2 separate regions of the Oryctolagus cuniculus genome follow, and region 1 is linked to region 2. The links are chromatin contacts, called in public Micro-C maps. All regions are on one chromosome and are shown on one strand. The core of a region is the stretch at or near the end of the contact, and the rest is flanking DNA. Distances in the headings are between cores, read along the strand shown. Region 1 holds the start of ZNF277 (zinc finger protein 277). Region 2 holds the start of IFRD1 (interferon related developmental regulator 1).

The links. A called contact is a pair of places that touch in the nucleus more often than the background predicts.
Region 1: a Micro-C map of ear pinna shows a contact between it and region 2, with 7 times the contacts expected there. The contact joins the promoter of ZNF277 here to the promoter of IFRD1 in region 2. A contact is called at or near these places in 3 of 6 Hi-C or Micro-C datasets (ear pinna, embryonic fibroblasts and an unstated tissue).

What each region holds. Positions count from the first base shown.
Region 1 is chr3:131,519,109-131,522,905 of mOryCun1.1, reverse strand. It overlaps ZNF277 (zinc finger protein 277), which reads left to right and starts at 1,728. Exons shown (of 12, transcript XM_008258387.4): 1 at 1,728-1,882. The coding sequence starts at 1,792. It overlaps DOCK4 (dedicator of cytokinesis 4), which reads right to left and starts at 1,574. Exons shown (of 54, transcript XM_051849660.2): 1 at 1,179-1,574.
Region 2 is chr3:131,236,087-131,239,878 of mOryCun1.1, reverse strand. IFRD1 (interferon related developmental regulator 1) reads left to right here and starts at 2,351. Exons shown (of 12, transcript XM_002712045.5): 1 at 2,351-2,673. The coding sequence starts at 2,580. LOC138849026 reads left to right here and starts at 2,147. Exons shown (of 1, transcript XM_070071106.1): 1 at 2,147-2,575. The coding sequence starts at 2,147. The coding sequence ends at 2,536.

The sequences.
Region 1 (3,797 bases), core at 479-2,978, 280 kb before region 2:
CTTACACTTGATCTAAATCACCAGATCTGTCCCCAAGAAAAACAAGTGCGCCAGCCAGCAGGACAGGGCATTATAGGAAATAAAGATTGTTAGTGAGATCCCTAATGCTCTCTGTGTTTCTCTGGTAGACCTTCTGGGAGGTTATAATTGCATTTGGCCGCTGCAGGCTTGTCAGAGAGCCTGTCTTAATAGTCTCAACCCTAAAAGGAGTTAACTGTCAAAGGGCGACTGGGCTGAAAAGAAACGACAAAAACGGGAACTGTAATCCGCCTGCAAAGGGAGGAGGGAGGGAAAGGGAGATTCCTGTATTCATCAGTCAACATTAATGTCCTTTGTTGTTCACCTTTGCACAGCACAGCCAGCGCTACCCTGCTCCTCTTCCTCCCAGCGCCCGAGTCGGGCAGTCCCTCCCCCAGAGCGGCTCCCCGGCCCGAAGCCCCAGCTTTCCCATCCCCTCCTCATTATCACTCCACCGCCGTCCTCCACCCCCACCCCGGCAGCCAGGGCGCCCAGAAGTAACAGGCACCGCTGACAGACCCGCTCCCTCCTCCCACCCGACCCGGGAGCGCCGCGGCGCCCAGGGTGAAATTCACCAGCCCCGGCCCCAGCCCCGCAACGCGCACGGCCAGCAGACCCGGGATGGGAGCGAGCCACGAGGCTCCACCCGGGCTCCGGCAGACGGGGCGGCTCTCGGGGGAGCTGGGGCACATTCCGCACTCGGGCCCGGGATGTGGAAGCCAGTCGGCGGGGAGACACCTCGCGCCTCCGCGCCGCTCTGGGGGTGCTGTCGCCGCGCCACCGTTGCCGCCTCCCTCTCCACCCGGGGGGACTCGCTGCAGCCTACGGCCATCTCCCGGGGAGAAGGGGAAGGGAGGAGAGGGGTGCCTCTCGCCTCCTCTCCCAACTTGACACGCTCGCGCCCGTTGCCACTCCAAACTCCGAGACACAGCCCCGCGCTCCGGGAGCCGGTGCGGGGCGCGCCGAGCGGGCGGCGGGGGCGAGAGCCCGGCGCGCGCCCCCTCTCCCCGGGTCGGCTCGACAGTGCCCCGGACCCGCCTCCCGTGACCAGGATTCGGCATTTCCAGGCGGGCCGAGCGAGAGGGGCGCGGGGCCGAGGACAAGAAATGCGCACCCGCTCTAGCCAGGGCGGAATAAAAGTTCGCCCCGCGGAGACTCACCCACGCCGTATTTCTCGTGCTCCGTAGGTATCCACATGGCTACCGGGGGCTCCGGGGTCTTCAGGCTTTGTAATCCCCGCGCCCCTTCTCCCGATCACAACAATGCACAGCTCCTGAGGAGCGGCTGCAGCGCCGGAGCCCCGCGGCTCCGAGCGGGCTGTGGACGCTGGGCAGGTTCTGCGCTGGAGGCTCCCGAAGCCGGCGTTGACACCGCGCCGCACAGGCTGCGCCGCCCGCCGCTCTCCCGGCAGCGGCTGCTCACAGTCCTCCAACGCGCTCCCGGGGACCCGGCGGCGCAGTCATTGTTCTGATTCACTGAACTAAGCGAACACGCCGGGGCACTCTCCGGCGAACCCCCGCCCGTCAGCGCCTTGTCCGGCCCTCCCTGCCCAGGGCCCCCGCGGCACGCTGGGAATTGTAGTTCCTGTCCCGGAAAGAGGCGTGGTGGCAGCGGCTAGGGGGCGGAGACCAGGCTTCCGATCGTCACGTCCTATTGGCCTAGGCGGGGAGGAAACAGCCTGTCGACGGGGAGTTCTCCTCCAGTCGCGTTTCTATTGGTGGCGGCCTAGGCCCGCCCCGCCCCGCGGCCCTCCCCTTTCCTTTCAGCCGGGCAATGGCTGCACCAAAGGCCTGGGGGGCTGCTGCCGGACTAGAGGAAGACTGTGGTGGGACCCGCGGTGGAGTTGGGAGTGGTGGTAATGCAGGTGAGTACGGTGCCCCTGAGATGCAGGTGACTTCTTCCTTTCTCCACGACCCGACTTGCGGCTGATTAAGGTCAGATTCTGGGAACTCTTCAGCTCTGAGGCCACCTGGGCGCGAGAGGTCCACGGGCGGGGTCCAGTGGCGTGGGGTGGGGCCGGGGGCGGCTTCTTGGTAGGGGCTCTCCCGGGAGGGCGGAGAAAATAGGGTGGAAGACCCTTGCCTGCAGCCGGGGAAGCTCGCTGGGCATTTGTCTTCAGCTTTGGGAGCTCCTGGCTTTGCGCTCGTTGCTGAGTGGGTGTGGGTCGGGTCGAGTTCCGCGTGTGTGATTAGAAGGCTGGGATTAGCAGCTCTTTTTCTTCGCCAGTACGCTGCCCTCGCCTCTGCTTGGCCTGGCCACAGAGACGTGTTTGGTTTGGTGGGCGGATTTCCAGCGGCAGATCGACCCGGTGGCTGTCTAGAGCCGCTTCTGAAGGCAAAGTACGCGCGCGGCTCAGCCTCCGGGTCTCTGGCGCTGGGGGAAAGAGACAGAAAATACAACTGGAGAGAGAAAGGGGTGGTTGGCACTCGTGGCTTCGGAGAAGGGTTGTGAACATCATTCCAGCTGCTGTGGCTCCGCCTGACTTTGACCTTGCCCTCTGATGTGCTGTAGGGGTCAAAACACAAACTTCCGAAACGGCAAGTATGTGGTCTTTAGGGCGGGCCGCTCCATTGCTTGTCCTAACCCCGTCCCGCTGTTTGACTTAGTACCGCAAGTTATCTTTTCTCTGGTGGACAGCAGATCTGGGACTTGAATCCGGTTCTCGGTACAGTCCTCCTGGAGGGTTTGGGGTTGGCTGGTTTTGGTTTCTCTTTGTTTTCACGGTTAAACTGGCATTAATCCTAAACCTGCAGCCTCAGCAGCACAGAGATGAGGTGTTTTCTTTCACTTCCCCCATCAGTGGAACTCAACTATACCTCTACCAAATTCCCGAGTTAAATACTGAGTTATGCTCACTTCCCAACTGGTTTGTTTTGGGGCTGGCCATGTATTCTACTCTTGTCTGATGGTAACAGACTGTTAAGATTTTGCAGATTCTTTAAGATAGAAAGATGAAAATTTTGGTGAATTTATCTCACAGATTAACTCATTAAAAAAAAAACCGAAAACCGGATATTCCCTTTAAAAATGTAGAACATTTAAAAATCATTAGTTACCTTAAAGTTATAATAGTTTTCATTATAAACATTTCACACCATTTAGAAATATATAAAATAAAAAAATTTTTTTAAAAAAAGATTCCCTACCTCGCAGTCCAACTTCCAAACTAATAAATGGAGTTTTGTGAGTATTCTGATTTTGTTTTAATAAAGAGATAATACTGTGTAAACTCAAAGATGTACAAGCCTCATATTTCTCTCAATAATCTATTATAGATAATCTTCTATAAACAGTGCATTTGATTGTTCATATTTTAAGGACTGTACACATCATATTCCCTAATATGGATGTGCCATCCTCCAACCATTCCTCTACTATATGGCCTTAGCTTTTCCATAATGTTGTTATAAACAACTCTATATACAATAAACATATATCCTTGACTACTGATTGTGTTACTTGAGAAATCACAGAGTCCAAGTTTATGCACTTTTAAAATTTTGATAGATGACAAATTTTCCTGGGTGTTTAGCTCATATTCCCACCAGCAATGAGGAACTCATTAATCTAGGACCAATGTTTAAATGATTATTGAATTAAATAATTGATAGGTTCCAGTTTGTTTTCAACAACAGTATTGTGGTAGTGAATTCACACTATTTGTAACATTAAAAAAAAAAAATTCCTCTCCCTGGCTTAGAGCTGCCCAGTATTCTCATTGATGGGTAACTGTCAATGGGAGAGTTTTATTGGTTATCATTCTTAGAAAGTTGACATTA
Region 2 (3,792 bases), core at 1,102-3,601:
CAGGTGCCAACTTTGTTTGAGCCCAGAGGCTCAGAAGGTATTCCATTGAGCTTGGAGACCTGCTAGGAGTTCAATATGGCAGAAGAGAGGGGATTGTGTTAGGTGGTGTTATTTGAGAGGTACAGGCAGAAACCAGATTCTGACAAGTTCTACATGGAAGATCCGGGAAACCCTGAATTCTGCTTAATGCCATGTGAAGAATCCCAAGGAATACATGACCAAAGTCATCCAAAGAAAATCTTTCCTGTTCATGCCTTCAAGGATGGTTTGAATATTGAGTCTCAGGTGTGTTACTTGTCCTTGCAACAAAGTCTGCAACCCACAGACCACACGGGAGCTTGAATCTCTTCTCAGGTGTTTCCCAAATTCTGATTAACATATTTATTTTTGCAATATTTGAGTGTACTTACCATGGTGGTGATGTTAGATGGAATGTTAAACCAAGTAAGTTGCTTTTTGTAGGACACTACGTACAGCTAACTATGACTAAGAGGTAAGAGGCAGTGGTATGGCAAGCTGATAACCAACAGCTGATGCTTATTAGAGCATGGGTGACTTCCGCCTCACAGTATATGAGGCAGACATACTAGTTGCCCATTTTACATCCATTATGTTCCCCTTCATTCCTACCAACAGAAGCTCAGATTTGATTGTCAATGAGCCCAAATGAAATACTTATCTTCTAGGCTTCCTTGCAGCTAGGGATTATCATATGACACCATTCTGACCAAGGCAAAAACCTCAGGAGGGTGTTCTCTCTTGAATAAGAAGTCAGAGCCTGGCTAGGAGAAAGCGCCCCCCGCCCTTTTATTTGACAGGTAGAGTTATAGACAATGAGAGAGAGAGACAGAGAGAAAGGTTTTCCTTCTGTTGGTTCACCCCACAAATGGCCGCCACGGCTGGCGCTGCGCGGATCTGAAGCCGAAGCCACGGTGCAGGGGCCCAAGCACTTGGGCCATCCTCCACTGCCCTCCCGGGCCACAGAGAGAGCTGGACTGGAAGAGGGGAAGCCGGGACTAGAACTTGGTGCCCATATGGGACGCACGGCGCCAGCCCCAGCAGCATTATTGTGGCATAAAACATGGATAAAGACTGGGAGATTCCTTAAAATGTGCGGGCATGGACTGAAGCCATTTGTGAGTGGGGAACAGGGTATGCATTTAAGAGTTTTGTTTTAGAGCTAACTTTTTTTTGGAGGGGGCACTAAAGAGAGAGAAACAGGAACAATGTTATGAGTCTTGGAATGTGAACACATGGGAGGATAATAATAGCACAGTAAACACACAAAAGGAAGACAGGAAGAGGGAAATATTATTTATTTTAGAGATGCTGGGTTACGATGCAAGTGGGACCTAAGAGAATAGAGCCCAGGTAAGAGGTGGTGTAGTGGATGAGTCACCTCCTAAGAGGTGAGTAGGTGAGTTTGGTCTGTCATAAACATGGTTAATATATGAACCTAATAATAGGCTCTAAATACATAACAAGTGTTGTAATGTATTTAGATGTTGTTATTGCTCAGGAGCACCTTGAGCAACAAAAAACAAAACAAAAAATCCCACTGCCAATTACTGATATTTAAAGCTCATGTTTGCTTCATCCAAAATTGACCTCCCCACTGGCAGGTAGAATTGTCAAACGATACGTTCTGGTGTAGAACCTCGGACACTGGTTCGCCAGATCTGTGCAGCCTGGAACGCGAGCTAGACAGAAACACACTAGCGAGATACAAGCACGCATTCTGGGGAGTGCAGCACAGGCGGCACGTAGCCCTGAACTACAGGAGGGAGGATCGCTGAACTAATTCAACCGCTGAAACCGCGGAGATCCCAAGCATGGATTATATAGTTCCTTACAGGCCGCACGGAAGTAGGGGAACGGTGAAAAAGAACGCGACCCGCCGAAGGAAAGAGGAGTCGCGAGGACTGCGTGGCTCCCTGTTGGAAGCTGGCTCTGGGCCTCCCGCATACCCGGCCTATGGCTCATCACTGGTGACTAACGCAGTCAATCCCAAGGCGGAGGCCGCGCCGAGGCAGGGGGCTGGGTCACGACAGGAGAAGCGAGTGGGCAGAGGAGCCCTCAGAGGGGAGCTGGGAGGAGCTGGAGCGCAGACCCCCCCAACTCCATAAAGACTACATTTCCCAGAATCATGCGCGGCATCGGTGGCGCGTTCCCGAGCGCTGGAGGGAGACTGGCGGCAATGGGAGTCGTAGTCCGGTCCCAGGCGCCTCCCGGAGTGGACGCTAGTGGGGAGATCTGCGGGGATTGGCTAGTGAGAATTCGAGTCCCGCCTACACATGGTGACGACGGTCGGCGGTCTTGCTACTTAAGGCGTGGAGGCCTCGCCCGCCCCGCCTTAGCTCCCGCGCTAGAGAGAAACATGTATCGTTTCCGATCACAGCTCTTCACGGGGATTTCTGCTGCCGCCACCGCCCACTCTTACCCGCGCCGCTTCTCGCCTCTCTTGTTAGCCGAAGACTCGCCTCTCAGCCGCCCGCCGCACAGACGCACGAGTAAAAAGTGCAGCTCCATCGGCTGATCCTCGCTAATTTCCGAGTTTAGGCGGCACCGGGCGTCCGACGATGCCGAAGAACAAGAAGCGGAACGCTCCCCACCGCGGTGGCAGTGGTGGCGGCGGCGGCTCAGGGGCAGCTGCGGCGACGGCGGCAACGGCAGGTAAGGAATGATATCCCCGACGCCGGCATCCCGGTTGCCGGCTGGGCTGGCCTAACCGAGGGCGCGGTGGGAGTTGTAGTTCTTTCTTTCCTTCAGACGTTGCGAGTCCAGGGCGGGTGGTTTGGCTGACGAACTACGATTCCCAGCGTGCCTAGGGCCCCGGTCTCGCGCGATTTGAGCCTGGCTTGCGAACCGGACTACTGGACACCGGCTGTGGGGGCGGGGAGGAATGGGTCCGTGGGCTTGGCAGTGTGTGGGGTGACCGGGAGCTGGCGGGACAGGAGCTGCTCTTAACGGCTGTGGCGAGCTCCCGCTGACCAGGGGTAGGGCGCTCTGAGGCCCGACGAGGCGCCCATGCTGTCACTGGCCGCCTGCAATCCCCAGGCTCCAACATGGAGTTCTCGGGAATGCCAAACGTCCGGCGTGTTTGGATGGGCTCTCGCGTCACGCGCGGCCTGGGCTCAGGGACGAGGATGACGCAGAGGCATTCGAGTGGCTTCGCATCCCGCTGCTACTTGGCGCGTCCCGCGTGTTCACTTGTTCAGGCCGAGGAGTCGGAGGCTGGGGAACATCGCCCCACTGCAGGCTGAGCTCATGTCCCTAGCTGGCACCTGCTTTAGTCCCCAGCCCTACTGCCGGCAGCCCAGGCGACCCGGGGGCAAAAAACACGTTCTCCTTTGTGTTGCATCCTGTGCGTTTTTTGCCGTGAGGCCCGAGTAGCAGGGGTGGTGAGGAGCTTACGTTGCAGTTGGCTGAAAGTTTAGGGGTTTTGTGTCCTGACTGCAAAACTGAAGCTTTTGCTGAATGGGTAAGTGCTTAACTGAATCAGTGTGTGTAACTAGCCAACAGTTACAAAGTCTCCCCCCGGAGACACCATACCAAACTCAAATCCAGTATTAAACTTCGTAAAGTCATTTCTGAGTAGTTTCTTTTGTTGGGATTATGGTGTTAAGTAGTATCATATTTTCAGACATAGTAACATTGGAGCTAACGTTAGCCTTTAGGTATTTGTTGACACAGATACCACTTTTTGACACTCAGAGTGATATTCCTTTGTTCATTGGAAAAGTATGCCAGTTACGGTGACAAAGATGATTGGGAACAGGTGTTTAGAAAGCT